Regions from separate parts of the Mus musculus genome. Here regions 2, 3, 4 and 5 are each linked to region 1. Evidence: chromatin contacts called from public Hi-C and promoter capture Hi-C data. All regions are on one chromosome and are shown on one strand. The core of a region is the stretch at or near the end of the contact, and the rest is flanking DNA. Distances in the headings are between cores, read along the strand shown. Region 1 holds the start of Paf1 (Paf1, RNA polymerase II complex component). Region 2 holds the start of Bckdha (branched chain ketoacid dehydrogenase E1, alpha polypeptide). Region 3 holds the start of Rbm42 (RNA binding motif protein 42). Region 4 holds the start of Zbtb32 (zinc finger and BTB domain containing 32). Region 5 holds the start of Nfkbid (nuclear factor of kappa light polypeptide gene enhancer in B cells inhibitor, delta).

Evidence for each region. Promoter capture Hi-C pulls out the DNA fragments that hold promoters and counts their contacts. A called contact is a pair of places that touch in the nucleus more often than the background predicts. Capture Hi-C pulls out chosen DNA fragments and counts their contacts.
Region 2: a contact with region 1 is called in a promoter capture Hi-C map of liver, with 3 times the contacts expected there. The contact joins the promoter of Bckdha here to the promoter of Paf1 in region 1. A contact is called at or near these places in 1 of 39 promoter capture datasets (liver) and 2 of 9 other capture datasets (adipose tissue and liver).
Region 3: a promoter capture Hi-C map of adipose tissue shows a contact between it and region 1, with 2.7 times the contacts expected there. The contact joins the promoter of Rbm42 here to the promoter of Paf1 in region 1. A contact is called at or near these places in 1 of 115 datasets of contacts at active chromatin or transcription factors (acute myeloid leukemia) and 1 of 9 other capture datasets (adipose tissue).
Region 4: a promoter capture Hi-C map of liver shows a contact between it and region 1, with 2.8 times the contacts expected there. The contact joins the promoter of Zbtb32 here to the promoter of Paf1 in region 1. A contact is called at or near these places in 4 of 39 promoter capture datasets (the C10 cell line, cranial neural crest, liver and 1 more), 1 of 484 Hi-C or Micro-C datasets (B cells) and 1 of 115 datasets of contacts at active chromatin or transcription factors (bone marrow-derived dendritic cells).
Region 5: a contact with region 1 is called in a Hi-C map of neutrophils, with 6 times the contacts expected there. The contact joins the promoter of Nfkbid here to the promoter of Paf1 in region 1. A contact is called at or near these places in 6 of 39 promoter capture datasets (the C10 cell line, cranial neural crest, embryonic stem cells and 2 more), 3 of 484 Hi-C or Micro-C datasets (B cells, bone marrow-derived macrophages and neutrophils), 3 of 115 datasets of contacts at active chromatin or transcription factors (astrocytes, bone marrow-derived dendritic cells and regulatory T cell precursor) and 1 of 9 other capture datasets (liver).

Annotation. Positions count from the first base shown.
Region 1 is chr7:28,391,604-28,394,343 of GRCm38.p6, reverse strand. It overlaps Paf1 (Paf1, RNA polymerase II complex component), which reads right to left and starts at 1,348. Exons shown (of 14, transcript NM_019458.3): 1 at 1,090-1,348; 2 at 646-675. The coding sequence starts at 1,136. Med29 (mediator complex subunit 29) reads left to right here and starts at 1,654. Exons shown (of 4, transcript NM_026042.3): 1 at 1,654-1,893. The coding sequence starts at 1,681.
Region 2 is chr7:25,657,378-25,660,117 of GRCm38.p6, reverse strand. Bckdha (branched chain ketoacid dehydrogenase E1, alpha polypeptide) reads left to right here and starts at 1,357. Exons shown (of 9, transcript NM_007533.5): 1 at 1,357-1,485. The coding sequence starts at 1,378. It overlaps Exosc5 (exosome component 5), which reads right to left and starts at 965. Exons shown (of 6, transcript NM_138586.3): 1 at 735-965. The coding sequence starts at 882.
Region 3 is chr7:30,648,837-30,651,576 of GRCm38.p6, reverse strand. Rbm42 (RNA binding motif protein 42) reads left to right here and starts at 1,349. Exons shown (of 10, transcript NM_133693.2): 1 at 1,349-1,639; 2 at 1,858-1,993. The coding sequence starts at 1,500.
Region 4 is chr7:30,591,554-30,594,293 of GRCm38.p6, reverse strand. Zbtb32 (zinc finger and BTB domain containing 32) reads left to right here and starts at 1,352. Exons shown (of 6, transcript NM_021397.2): 1 at 1,352-1,382; 2 at 2,329-2,740. The coding sequence starts at 2,426.
Region 5 is chr7:30,421,862-30,424,601 of GRCm38.p6, reverse strand. Nfkbid (nuclear factor of kappa light polypeptide gene enhancer in B cells inhibitor, delta) reads right to left here and starts at 1,327. Exons shown (of 11, transcript NM_172142.4): 1 at 1,099-1,327; 2 at 907-967; 3 at 151-362. The coding sequence starts at 156.

The DNA of each region.
Region 1 (2,740 bases), core at 99-2,598:
AATAATAAATAAATCTTTAAAAAAAAAAAAAGCGCACTGATTGCGGCTTCCAAAGGTCCTGAGTTCAAATCCCAGCAACCACATCGTTGCTCACAACCATCCATAACAAGATGTGACCCCCTCTTCTGGGGTGTCTGAAAACAGCTACAGTGTACTCACATATAATAAATCTTTAAAAAACAAACGGGCTGGAGAGATGGCTCAGCAGTTAAGGTCCTGAGTTCAAATCCCAGCAACCACATGGTGGCTCACAACCATCTGCAATGAAATCTGATGCCCTCTTCTGGGGTGTCTGAAGACTGCTACAGTGTACTTACATACAAACAAACCCTGCCTCAAGCTGACAAGATACCTCAGCAGGTGAAAGTGCCTGCTGTCCAGCCTAAGGAAATGTCTTTAGACTGCCACTCAGAGCTAAGGTGTGTACAATTTAAACACACACACACACACACACACACACACACACACACAACCCTAGGCCTGTGCTGCTGGGCACATAAGGCTGCAATCCCGGCACCCATGAGACTGGGGCACAAAGACCAGTCTGGGCCACTTTATGAGATTCTCCAAAGCACAAAAAAGGCCCCCTAACCGCCTCCCCTGTTCGTGTTCCACCCCTCCTGGAAAACGGAGCTGGGAGCTTACCTCTCAGGCAAGGTCCGGTGGGAATTGGGCCTGGTTTCGGGGAGAAGAGAGAGAGAGAGAGAGAGAGAGAGAGAGAGAGATGTCAAGAGTTGGCCATGTGAGTGGAAAGGCCGGCCCCCGAATTTCTGAAGGAGTGATGGTGATGATGGTGATAAAGCATGAAGCCAGATGCTCAATCCCCTGAGGAGAGCAATCCAGAAGCTTCACTGAAGGAGACTGAGGTCTGACTCCCTCCCGCAAGGTGCAATTCCGAAATTGAATAGCAGGGGACCAGGAAGCGACCGCAGAGCCCAGGGGGGACCGCCCCTTCATCGGGGGTGAGCGCTGCGCGACCTCGGGGGCCGACCTGAGGGAATCAGTGATGTCGCAAGCAGCCCCCCTCGGCCTAGTCCCCAGCTTGCAGCTCACAAAACAAAATGAAGCGGCAGGTGACAGGAGACCTACCTGTGGCCATCTTCCCTCTGGGCCTGGGTCTGGATGGTGGGCGCCATCGCGACCAGGCGACGGCGGCGCGGTAGGCGTCCTCGCTGGCCGCAGGCGGACGCTGAGTGGCGTACCGACTTTGAGAGACGCCGGATCCAAGGACAGGCTCCCGTAGACGCCGGGCTCCGCGGGGAAAGGGGATGAAGTGGGCCGACGAGAAGGGCTCGGGTGTGACTGAAGTAAGAGCACAGACAGCGTCGGACACAGACTTGCAGCTCCCGCTCCGACTGCTACCAAGACGCAGAAGACTAGACAGGTCGCTCCTGGCCGCAAGGCCTTCAGGGAAATAGAGTTTGGTCAGTCCTTCACAGTGATTGGCGAGCTGTGGGTGAAGGGGCGGAGCCGTGGGGGAACTCCTCTTATGATTGGCGAAAAGATATTCCACTCATGGCCTCGGATTTGGGAGGGCGGAGAAAAATGCATATCCTCTTCTCCCATTGGCTAATCTGTCGGTAAGGCATGGCTAACTAGGAGGTCAGCCAACTGAAAAAGCTGAGGAGCTACCGGAGCAGACGCATTTATGACGCATTTCCGGCGTTCTAGCGGAGGAAAATGGCTGCGCCCCAGCCACAGGCTGCAGCGGTTTCCTCTGCGTCTGGTGTGTCAGGCCCGGGTTCTGCCGGGGGTCCGGGTCCCCAGCAACAGCCACAACCGACCCAGTTGGTGGGTTCTGCCCAGAGCGGGCTCCTGCAGCAGCAGCAGCAGGACTTCGATCCTGTGCAGCGCTACAAGATGCTCATCCCGCAACTGAAGGAGAGTCTCCAGGTGATGGGCCCTGCGCGGGGAGCAAGAGGGGCTGGCTGGCGGGCGGGCGGGCTCCGGGGACGAGCGCCGAGGGGCTGTTTGTTGAAGGAGAGATCGTAGGTCGGGAAGAGAAGACAGACTAGCTGTGTTGTGTTTGTGTCTAACCAAAGTGAAGCTCCGGTCAGCTGTAGTGGTGGCGCGTTCTTAATCCCCGTGCTGGGACAGCAGAGGGGGACGGATCTGAGCTCGAGGCCAGTCTGGTCTATAGAGTTCCAGGCCGACCAGGGTCTACATAGTGAAACCCTGTGGAGAGAAAGGAGATGAGGATGAATGACAATTTTTGTTTGTTTGTTTTTTTTTGTTTTTCGAGACAGGGTTTCTTTGTATAGCCCTGGCTGTCCTGGAACTCACTCTGTAGACCAGGCTGGCCTCGAACTCAGAAATCCGCCTGCCTGTGCCTCCCAAGTGCTGAGATTAAAGGCGTGCGCTACCATGCCCAGCATGAATGACAATTTTAACTGTGTATGGTAGTGCAAGCCTTTAATTCCTGCCTTCTGGAGGCAAAGGAAGGTAAATCTTTTGAGTTCCAAGACAGCCTTGGCTACACAGAGAAACCCTGTCCCAAAAAACTAGATGGAAGTGGGGGAGGCAGGAGGAGAAGAGTAAAAAGAGAAACCGTTCTGGTTAAGTTCCGTGCAGAAGTACGGCCTAAGTGTCATTTCAGTCCATGATGACTAGATAAAGGGTATGTCCAGGAAGCTATTAGTGGTAATTCCAAACGAGAGCAGGTTACTGAAAAATTACAGGGAGATTGGGGGCTAGAGAGTTGCCTCAGCAGTTAAGAGCACTAACTGCTTTTCCTAGTGGT
Region 2 (2,740 bases), core at 108-2,607, 2.7 Mb after region 1:
GTGGTGATGTGTCTGTCTCAAAGGGTATTTATGCAAATAAACACCTTAGCCTCAACCGGTGATGTATGGATCTAGAAGTGTTTTTTAAGAAATCTAGTCAAAGCCAGGCGTGGTGGCGCACGCCTTTAATCCCAGCACTCGGGAGGCAGAAGCAGGCGGATTTCTGAGTTCAAGGCCAGCCTGGTCTACAAAGTGAGTTCAACAACAAAGTGAAAACAACAACAACAACAACAACAACAAAAACCCAAGAAATCTAGTCAAGGGGAGCTGGAGAGATGGCTCAGTGGTTATGAGCACTGACTGCTCTTCCAAAGGTCCTGAGTTGAATTCCCAGCAACCACATGGTGGCTCACAGCCATCTGTAACGGGATCTGATGCCCTCTTCTGGTGTGTCTGAAGACAGCTACAGTGCTCTTATATAAATAAAATAAGTCTTGAAAGAAAGATAAAAGAAAGAAAGAAATCTAGAGAAGGGTAATATCTGCCTTGGTGAAATACCTATTCTGGGATAGTCACTCTTATGAGAGTGGTCTTGCTCTCGATCTCCTCTGAGAGGGATTTACCAGGCTGGCCAACTCATTTCTTCTCGAGACGGGAGGTGGGTATACTCAACATCTAGAAATAAGTTCAAGGAGGCGGGCGTACTTGGTTACATACTACACAGTAACCGCTCTTCAAAAACCCTTCTTCGGTGAGGATGGCGCGCGCTGAGTTAAACTTGGTGAGGCTCGTACCTTGAAGAAAAGAAGCAGATCCATCCGGCCGGGACAGCAGGTTTTGCTCACAAGCAAAGTGCCGGAGACTGCAGACTGGACTTCGGGGGCTGGACTCTGTTCCGGTGTCAGTGAGTAAATTGGCGTCTGCACGCTTTGCGCCCTCCATAGCCGCTGACCACGCGCGCTGCGGCTCCCACCGTAGCTTCCGCTTAGCGGCGCGCGCAGTTCTACCGGCCGCGTACCTATTGCGCATGCGCCCGTCTAGGGCACGCCCGAGTTGGCCCTAGCACGTGGCTCAGCGTTTACTAACAATCTGGTCCCGCCCACCTCCACCTCCCAATTCTGGCATAGCCATTGGACAACAGGGAACAGGGGGAGGGACTTGGAGAGGGCCCATTTTGCTCAGGGCTCCGGGTCCTGAACCCTGAAGGTTCAAGTTAAGTTGTCCTTTTAGTTGCCTGAATTAGGAGCAACTAGAAGCAGACGACCGGAGCAATTTTAGAGACTAAAAATTGCCACCTTACTCATTTATGCGTCTTTGTCGCAAGGTGGTTAGAAGCAGATAGCGTGTTGGCCTAGCGGTGCTGCTATTTGAATAAGGCATCTGGTGGGACAGCCGTATGTCTATCCTGTGAGAAAGGAGGAGTGGTTATTAGCCAAGATGGCGATAGTGATGTCTGCGGCCAAGATCTGGAGGCCGAGCCGTGGCCTGCGCCAGGCTGCTCTTCTCCTGTTGGGACGATCTGGGGTTCGGGGCTTGGCTAGATCTGTGAGTATCTGAGCCCCACGGGGTCTTTCTTAGGGAGAAATAGAGACGTAAAAGTTATTCTTACATTGTGTGAGACACCGCGGGCTGTGAAGGAAAGAAAGAAAAGGTCCGAGAAACTTCTTGAAGAGAAATTCAAGGGAAGAATCCCTTTAGAGGAAAAGCAAGGCAGCTACTTGTGGGCCTCGATAGAAGGAGACGAGACGGGGGTTGAAAGGACAGATCAGGTTTTCATAGGGTCCTACATTGCTTAAATTCCAACTGTAAAGGGAGTTGAGCAAGAAACTGGTTTGATTCCTATGCCACCTGATCAAAAGGCAAGGCAAGGGACTTTGCCATGACTGTCCTTTACACAAGATGATTATGAAGGGAGACAAAGAGAGCTACAAGTTCAAACAGGACCCTTTGCCCACGTTATTTTTTTGAGACAGGATCTCACCCACGAGTCCGGAATGGCCTTTAGCTCACCCAGATGCTTAGACAGGCATCGAACTGGAGATAGTCCTGTCCCAGCCTCCCAAGTACTGGCATTACAGATGTAAGCTACGGTGCTTGGCTGCCCACTTTTCTTGAAAACACTGGAGAAAACTCGGAATTCCCTTTTGATCCATTGTTGATAAGGGCAGGATAACACTTCCAAAATCTGTTGCGGTCTGGCAATGTACCACCACAGTGTAGAATGCTTGCCTAGCACGCGCCACGTCCAGAGTTTGGCTCCTAGCCCTGTGTGTTTGTTTATCTGGATATGGCGACACATGTCTGTAATTTCAGCGCTTGGGAAGTAGGAGAGGAGGCATTTGAGGCCAGGTTGAGTTACGTGAGACCCTATCTCAAAAAAAAAAAAAAAAGATTTTTAAAAATGGTTTACTTATTTTTATTTCACGTGCATTGTTGTTTGGTCTGCATGAAGATGTTGGATTCTGTAGAACTTGAGTTGCGTACATACAGACAGTTTTGGACTGCCATATGGGTCCTGGGAATTGAACCCAATTCCTCTGGAAGAGCAGCCAGTGCTCTTAGTCACTGAGCCATCTCCCTGCACCCCCCAAAAGATTCTTTTTAAAAAGAATAGGACCTGGTGTGGTGATGTATGCTTTTGATTCCAGCACTTAGGCAAACAGATCTCTGTGAGTACCAGGCCAGGGCTACATTGTGAAACTGTGTCTTTTTCTCTTTTTCATTTATTTATTTATTCACTCCACATCCCGATATCAGCTCCCCCTCTCCTCCCAGCCCCTCCCCCCCCCTTACAGCTACT
Region 3 (2,740 bases), core at 100-2,599, 2.3 Mb before region 1:
GCCAGCCTGGTCTACAAAGTGAGTTCCAGGACAGCCAGGGCTACACAGAGAAACCCTGTCTCAAAAAACCAAAAGAAAAAAAAAAAAAAAAACTGTCTTCAGACACACCAGAAGAGGGCATTAGATCCCATTACAGATGGTTGGGAGTCACCATGTGGTTGCTGAGAATTGAACCCAGGTCCTCTGGAAGAGCATCTGGTACTCTTAACCGCTGAGCCATCTCTACAGCCCCAGATGCTGGTCTCTTTTGTTTGTTTGTTTGTTTGTTTTTTTCCAAGACAGGGTTTCTCTGTGTAGCCCTGGCTGTCCTGGAACTCACTCTGTAGACCAGGCTGGCCTCGAACTCAGAAATCCACCTGCCTCTGCCTCCCGAGTGCTGGGATTAAAGGCGTGCGCCACCACACCCGGCTCAGCTGGTCTCTTCTTAATCACCGCTAATTTCTTAGCTCCAGCTAACCAGCATCAATTGTCCCAGTAGTCTCTTCTCTTTTTCACTCTAAAGCCAGAGCCACATGCTGGAACATCACCCCACCCCCAACCCCATTCTATTACCAGCTTTCTGTTTTCCACCTCCCTCATTGCCTAAGCTTGGCTGTCCTGGAACTTGCTCTGTAGATTGACCTTAAATCCAGAGATCTGCATGGCTATCTCCTAAATTATGGGATTAAAGACATGTACCTCCACACTTCTCTCTAGATATCTCTAGTATAAAAGCCAATATTTGGGGGGCTGGAGAGATGGCTCAGCAGTTAAGAGCACTGACTGCTCTTCCAGAGGTCCTGAGTTCAATTCCCAGCAACAACATGGTGGCTTACAACCATCTGTAATGGGATCTGACACCCTCTTCTGGTGTGTCTGACAGCTACAGTGTAGTTAGATATAATAATAAATAAATCTTTTTTAAAAGCCAATATTTTGTTCTGTATCCATAATCCCAGCACTTGAAAGCCTATGTCAACCTAGGAAGTTCCATACCTGGGCTCAAAACCAAACCAAACCCCAAAATGAAAAAAAGAAAACCATGGAGGTAGTCAGTAAAATTAAATTTTATTCAAAAAAAGAATAATGAACTGACCCCTGGCAGTGTATCTGTCCACCGAGTGCAAAAGACTCCTACCCTGGCTTTGCAGTGTTTACAAACTTCTGGAAGGACCTCCGAACTTCCGTGCCTCCTCAAAGTTCCGGCTTCCACAGCGGGGTGGGTCAAAGTGACGTTGCTTCGCTCTCATTCGCCCACCTTTCTCTACGAGGGCGGGGCCTATCCGTACAGCCGCGTCTGTCAGATTAGAGGCCCTTCCGGGGCCCTGACTTTCCGACACTCTAATTGGCTTTTGCTCGCTCTGGGGGTGTGGCCAAGTCTCAGCCCCTGTTCTTAAACTACGTCCTCACGCAGCGCATCCGTCGCGGTAGTCCATACGTCATCGGCCGGCTCCCACCCTGAGACGACAGGGACTCGACCGTAGAACCCGCTGCGGCTGCTGGAAGGAGCGGTGAAGGCTATGGCATCAGCGATGGCCGGAGCAGGGCCGGCTCCGGGACTCCCGGTGGCGGGAGGGCCGGTGGTCCCGGGGCCTGGTGTCGGCATCCCGGGCAAGAGCGGCGAGGAACGCTTGAAAGAAATGGAGGCGGAGATGGCCCTGTAAGGCCCTGAGTAGGAGAAATAAAAGCTGTTCCCGGGCAAACCCAATTAACCCTGTAGCCTCCAGGTCTTCAGAAGGTTGAGATGTGGTTCCATAAGGGGCCGTGGGACCCGAGGGATGCGGGGAGGCATTAGCTGGGATGAAGGCGCGGTGGAGAAGTACCCAGCACCTCAGGCTTGGTGAGACCTGACCTATGGTATCTGTCCCGCTCCCCCAGGTTTGAGCAAGAAGTATTGGGAGCTCCGGTGACCGGAATCCCAACTGCTGTGCCTGCGGTGCCCACGGTAGAAGCGATGCAGGTCCCCCCAGCTCCTGTGATCCGCCCAATTATCGCCACCAACACATACCAACAGGTAAGGTGAGAGCTACAGCTTGAGTCGGGAGAACAGAATGGTTTGGTCCCAATAAGGGCTTATCTATGGACAGCGATTGATGTTTTGGCTGGCATGACCACTTAAGTGCCAGGGACTCAGGATGCAAGACAGTATATTTAATCCATTGGAAACTAATATTCTACAGTGCCTGTCCGGTAGAACTTTCTGCAGTGTTAGATTATTCTATATAAACATCTCTTGAGCCAGGCATGGTGGCGCACACCTTTAATCCCAGCACTCGGGAGGCAGAGGCAGGTGGATTTCTGAGTTCGAGGCCAGTCTGGTCTACAGAGTGAGTTCCAGGACAGCCAGGGCTATACAGAGAAACCCTGTCTCGAAAAACAAACAAAAAAAAAAATCTCTTGAAAGTTTTTATTCACAGATTTGGGGTGTAGTTCAGTGGTAGAGCACTTAGCCTGGCAGAGTCCTATTTTCTAAGCCCACTACCACCACAAAAAAACCAAAACAATATTAAAATGTATATCTGTGTTGTCATTCCCAAGACTCATGGATAATATTCCAGGTGCTTAATAGTCAGCTGTAAGAAAGAAGCCGAGGAAAGAAGGAAACAGGGGGGAACTATTTAGAGGAACACCAGCAGAGAAAACGTGTTTATTCTGTTCACAGTTATTAGGTGGGCTGGGATGCAGCTTAGTAATAATCTCATGCCTGGCATGTCAAAGCCGTGGGTTCAATCCCTTGCATTGTGGAGGGAACAAAAAAGAT
Region 4 (2,740 bases), core at 103-2,602, 2.2 Mb before region 1:
CACCCTGTCTGATCTAGGAGGGTCGCCACCTGCCTGCACCCAAGCTAGAATCGGAGGGAAGGCATCCTAGGTCTGGAGGGATAGAGTAATAGAAGGCTGGACTGAACATCTTGGAGTCCTGGAGCCAAGGGGGAAAAACAGATCTGACTGTTCGTTATTGGCTCGAGGAGGGGCCAGAAGCTAGGGAGAAACCTCAGGGGACTCAGCTCATTCTGGCACCACAGCAGCCCAGCCAATGTCTGGCCTGTCTCTCCTCTCCGTATTTACTCCATATGTATGACAGATTAGACACCTGCCATGAATGAGAAGAGCAGCTTAGGATCAGATTGGTAGAATGGTAAAAAACAAAACATAAGTAAAATAAATTAAAAGGAAACAAACAAATTTGAGTTTCAAAGGCTTTTTATCCCTTCCTCAATTTAAAGAGTATCAAAACTGGGCGTGGTGGCACTGGCTGAGACAGGATGATAGAGATTTCAAGACCAGCCTGAGCTACACAGGAAGAAGACATATGGGGGGGGGGCGCTAAAGGTGTCAAAAGAGGTGGAAATCTCTAGGGACCTTGACCCCTTGAGCAGAAAATGAAAGAAACCCCTGGTTTTGATTTCAGAGAAATGTCATTTGTCATCAGCCCAAGAAAAGGAGATTTTTCTCTTCGAAGACCACCACAGGCTTCCTGGGGTTGCCCCCCTCAGAGTCTGCTGGGAGGATCTGAGTCACACACACCTAGTCTTTGCTGTGGTCCAGAGGACAAGGGTCAGTCTCATAGAGGAAGGGGGGCCTGATGAACTAAGCCAGGGAAAGGAGGAGCCTTGGCTTTTCCTCTGCCTGCTGCTTCCCATTCTGTGTTTCTATGCTTACACTTCTGAGGTATCACAAGTGCTTTTCCAGCTACTCCTTGCTATGGCCACCTCCAGGATGTAGAACTAATAGCAGCTGAATGCTGTGTTGTGCTCACAGACTGCTTCCTCATGCATGGCACTTCATTTTCACCCCCACCTCTGGACGAGACCATGACACTTGATGCATGAGGTGACTGAGGGAGGGATGACGTGCCCAAGGTGACTCAACTAGTAAATGGCAGAGATGAGGCTTCAACTCTTGACTATCCCAAAGTCCCTGTCACCACAGGTTCACATCTTTGACTCTACAGAACTCACAAGTGAATTAGACTGAGGAGGCAAGGCAGTCCGGGTTGTTAAAAGTAGATCTGTAGCCTCTCTTATAGGTCCTAAGCAGAGACAGTAAGCCACACCCCTCTAGGGGACTGTGGCAGACTAATACTTGGGATGACTGAGGACGGGGTGGAGCTAACTGGGGGTAGGTGGGCAGGAACCCCAGGAGCAGTAGTGAGCATGCGGTACTAGGAGGCAGCTACAGAGGTGAGTTACCATCCCTCTCCCCAGCTGTGCTTTTCCTCCATTCCAACCTTCTTTCTACTTCCTGCCACCCTGCATCCCTCACTCCAAGGTGTCTAAGTAGTTCCTCATTCCTCTCTCTGCCTCCCCCACCATGCTGCTTACTCATGGAGGGTCCACACCGAGCTAGGCCTGCAGGATGCTAAGACTCGCAGGCTATCTCTCTCTGTGTCATGATGGTTTTGATGTGTGATTAAAGTCTTGACTTGTTGAGCACTTTCTGAGTCTTAGTCTTTTGGCTTATGAAAAACAGAACTCAACCATTCTTTATCCTCCTTGTGAGAGGAAGTAGCTTCCCTTTCCCCAGTCTCTTTTTCCTTTCTTTCACTTCCTCAGGCATCAAAGCCTTCTCTAAAACTCTTGTGTGACTCCCTTAACCCACTGGATGGAGATCTCTGCTCTTTTCCAATCCCTTCTCAGAGGGTGTATTCTAGAAGCTTCAGTCTTGCAGAGACAATTGTGTGACGCCTTAAGAGTCTTTTGTCCTGCCATGTGAGCTGTCTTGATGCCTTCTCTGGCTTTCTGGGCTCATGTTGGGGGAGGACCCAAAAGCTGTCTGAGCTCTCTCATGAGGTCGCATCTTCCTCCATTCATAAATGCCAGGTTTGATGCAAAGTGTGGAAAAGGCCAGGCTGTTCAGAGGCTTTCCCTGCAAAAGAGCCTGGGGAAGCCAAACCTTCCTTAAGCTGGGTGTTTGCTAACTATACCAGCCCTAAACCCACTATCTGATACCTCTGCTAACTGCCTGGCTGTCGTTCTTCAGGCCCCAAACCTAACCTCTGGCCCAGTGTGCATTCTCCTAGTGTGGCATCCCCACAGCTGGCCTTTGGCTTAGTTTATTTGATTCATTCAGGACAGACAGCACCAATCTGAGCCCAGACACTCACTCTTTCTCCCTTCCCCTTCACAGGCCAGAGAGTATGCGGTTTCTCTCCCACTTCAATCATGGATCCCCCATTGTGGCTTTCCTCTCAGAGCCTGTGAAACTGGTAGATTAGCCAGGAACAATGCCCCAGACCCCCACAAGACTAATCAGCCCATATGGCTCTGATAGGTTGGTACAGTTAGCGGCTAGACTCCGGCCAGCACTGTGTGATACCCTGATCACAGTAGGGGGCCTGGAGTTCCCGGCTCACAGCCTAGTGCTGGCAGGTGCAAGCCCAAGGCTTGGCTGCAGGGGCCGGTGGGCTCTGGTTGAAGACATAAGCCCTTCCACCTTTGCTCAGATTCTGACCTTTGTCTATGGAGAGAGTATAGAGCTACAGCCTGGGGAGCTGGGGGACCTTGAAGAGGCAGCCAAAGCCTTGGGGGTACAGGCCTTG
Region 5 (2,740 bases), core at 78-2,577, 2.0 Mb before region 1:
ATCTAGAACTCATTCTGTAGCCCAGGTAGGTCTTGATCCTTCTACCTCTGCCTCCGGAGTAGCTGGGATGACAAGCCTGCGCCACTAGGCTCAGCACCACTGAGAAGTTTTTAGGGGCCCTTAAGCATCTGTCCCCACCCTATAGTTTACCTCCATCACCAGGGGAAATGGGCCTGACCGGCCTGGGTCTGACGGAGGGTAGAAATCAGGAGTCAGGAAGCCTTCAGAAGCAGAGAATGGGAAAGAGCCCTCTGTATAGGTAGCATGGATGCTAGGGTCCCAGTCTGCAAAGCCTGAAGGGGGAGCCAGGTTGCCAGGTCCGGAATCCACAGTCTCTTGGAAGGCAGGGAAATGAGTATGGCCTGAAACAGAGAGGGTGGTCAGAACCAGCCTGTTATTACAGCCTGGAGACATGGCCAGGGAAGGTAAACCTGGAGTCTCCAGAGGTCCTGAGACACTGAGGAGCTGGGTCCTCCAGTCCTGGGGCATCAGCAAGCTGCGATGCCAGGCCTACTGGATCTCAAGCAACTGGGATCTGAAGTCCTGGAGTCTTAAACCCTGGATGCTTGAAGGACACTATTCATGGACTACTGGGCTACTGAAAACCAACGTCAAATTCCAGGGGTTTTGGTTATAAGACAAGGTGTCTTAGATAGCTCTAGGTGGCCTGGAACTTGCTAGTAAAAAAAAAAAACCACATGACCTCAAACCCAATGGCAATCCGCCCCCCCTCAACTCCGGAGTACTGGGAATATAGACATGTGCAACGATGGCAGGCTGGTCATCAAAATTTCCCATATGGCTCAAGAATAATGAGAGCTGCCTGACTCCTCGGTCCCCAAAGGTCTAAGAGCTGGGATGCCTGAGTCTAAGAGAAGCTGGGCTAGGAGCTAACTTTATTCTTACCTGGCTCTGCCTCATTCACAGATGGAGTCAGTGGCTGGACCAGAGGAGGGGAGAAGTGTCCCTGCAATGTAAAGGAAATGAATTTATGAATCTGGAAGATTCTTCCAGGTCTGTCCCCCACCTGCAGAGCCTCAGAGTCAGGACTACAACTCCCATCTCCCCCAGCGCACATGGCGACTTCCAGAGACTCACCGGCACCCCAGCAGCCTCTGGCTGCTGCTGTCGGCGCCTCTGTTCTTCCAGAAGCTTCTTTACCGTCTGTGTTGGGCAGTGACTACGCTCAGGCCGACTCACTGTGTGTGGGAAGACAGAAGGAAGTCATCAGGAATGTTTAAGTCACCCGAATGCAGCCTCGGTGGCAGCGGTGGGTGGCTGGGAGTGCATGTGGGCGCCCTCCTTTCCTTCGAGCGAGCTGGAGAACTACAAAGCCAACAGAAGATGTTGAGTGCAGGGCCCCGCCTCCGCCATTTCCTTCCTTTTCCTCCACGCTTTTCCTCCGCACCAACTTTCCACCACCGTAGTGGAAACTGAGGAAGTGGGGAGGCTAGCACTTCTCTGAAGCATCTATCTTCTCCGGAGACACCGGGCTCCTCGGAAGCACCACCACATCCGTTAAAAATCCCAACCTAGGCGACCAGGTCCTAACACTAGGAGTGGAGGACTGGGGTTTGCTAATCTCAACTTCCCGAAAAGGCATTTCCAGGTTCCCAATATCTCTGTTTTAACTAGGAGTAGAGGCACACCCCTGCAATCCCAGCGAGGTGGTGGCAGAGGGTCAGGTGTTAAGGCCAGACTCATCTATAAACGAAGTGAGAGGCCAACCTGGACTACCTGAGACCTCTGTCTCAAAACAACAACAAAATGTTTCTCTGTTCTAGAATCTGACATGTGGGGCTGGGCGCAAGGCTGGGTGGATGGTAGAACGTAAGCCCAGAGTCCTCAGCACAGGAAAGGGTGAGTTGCTCCTCTCCAAGTCTTGGGATCACCACTCTTGCTCTAGCCTCTCTGCCAGGATCCACCAAATCAGTAGCGGTGTAGTTCCTCAATGATCCAGGGATCTGGAGTCGCAAAGCTCCCGCCCCCACCTCGGCAAACTTGGGAATAGCAGGGACCAACCATCCCGGAGATGCCCCTGTATCCCATTGGCACAATCCATTCACCCAGAACCCAAGAGTACAGACCCTCAGTCTCCTCTGAGACCTGAAAATCCGGTTCCCTCGACCCAAGAAGAGCAAATCCCCAGCCCAGACTTCCCAGCTCAGACTCCAGCGCGAGAAGGGTTAAAGTCAGCCGAGGACTGACTCGGAAACCCTCGAGACGAGACGCCGCGCGCTGACGTCACGGCGCTAACGCAAGGGAATCTTCCACCTCCCAGTTCCGCTCCGCACGCGCGCGCCGCAGGTGTCTGGCTCGGAGGCGGGGCACGCAGCGAAGCGCGGCGCCCGTGGAATCCCCGCGCACGGGGAATTCCTGTTCGGCCCGGGCACCCTGCACCAGTGGTGCTCTGGGAAGTCCCAGGGCGGGGCTGCTCTCTACCAGAGTGGACTCCTGAGGTCCAGCGCCCGACCTTCGAGGCCCAAACCTGCGTCCATAACCGCAATTTCAAGGATGCAATGCAGCCCCTCCTTGGGTGAAGGAGTCCGGGTCACTTCGTCCTCTTAGAGAACCCCCGGTATCAGGCCTCTCAGTCCTTGCACCCCAACTCCCAAGGATGTCCAACACTCCCAAGGACTCAGAAGTCCAGGATCCCAGCCTCTCCTCTTCAACGTCCAGAATCAATTCTCAGGGCCCAGCTTTACGCTCCAGCCAACCTTCAAAGCATCCAGAAAGGCGC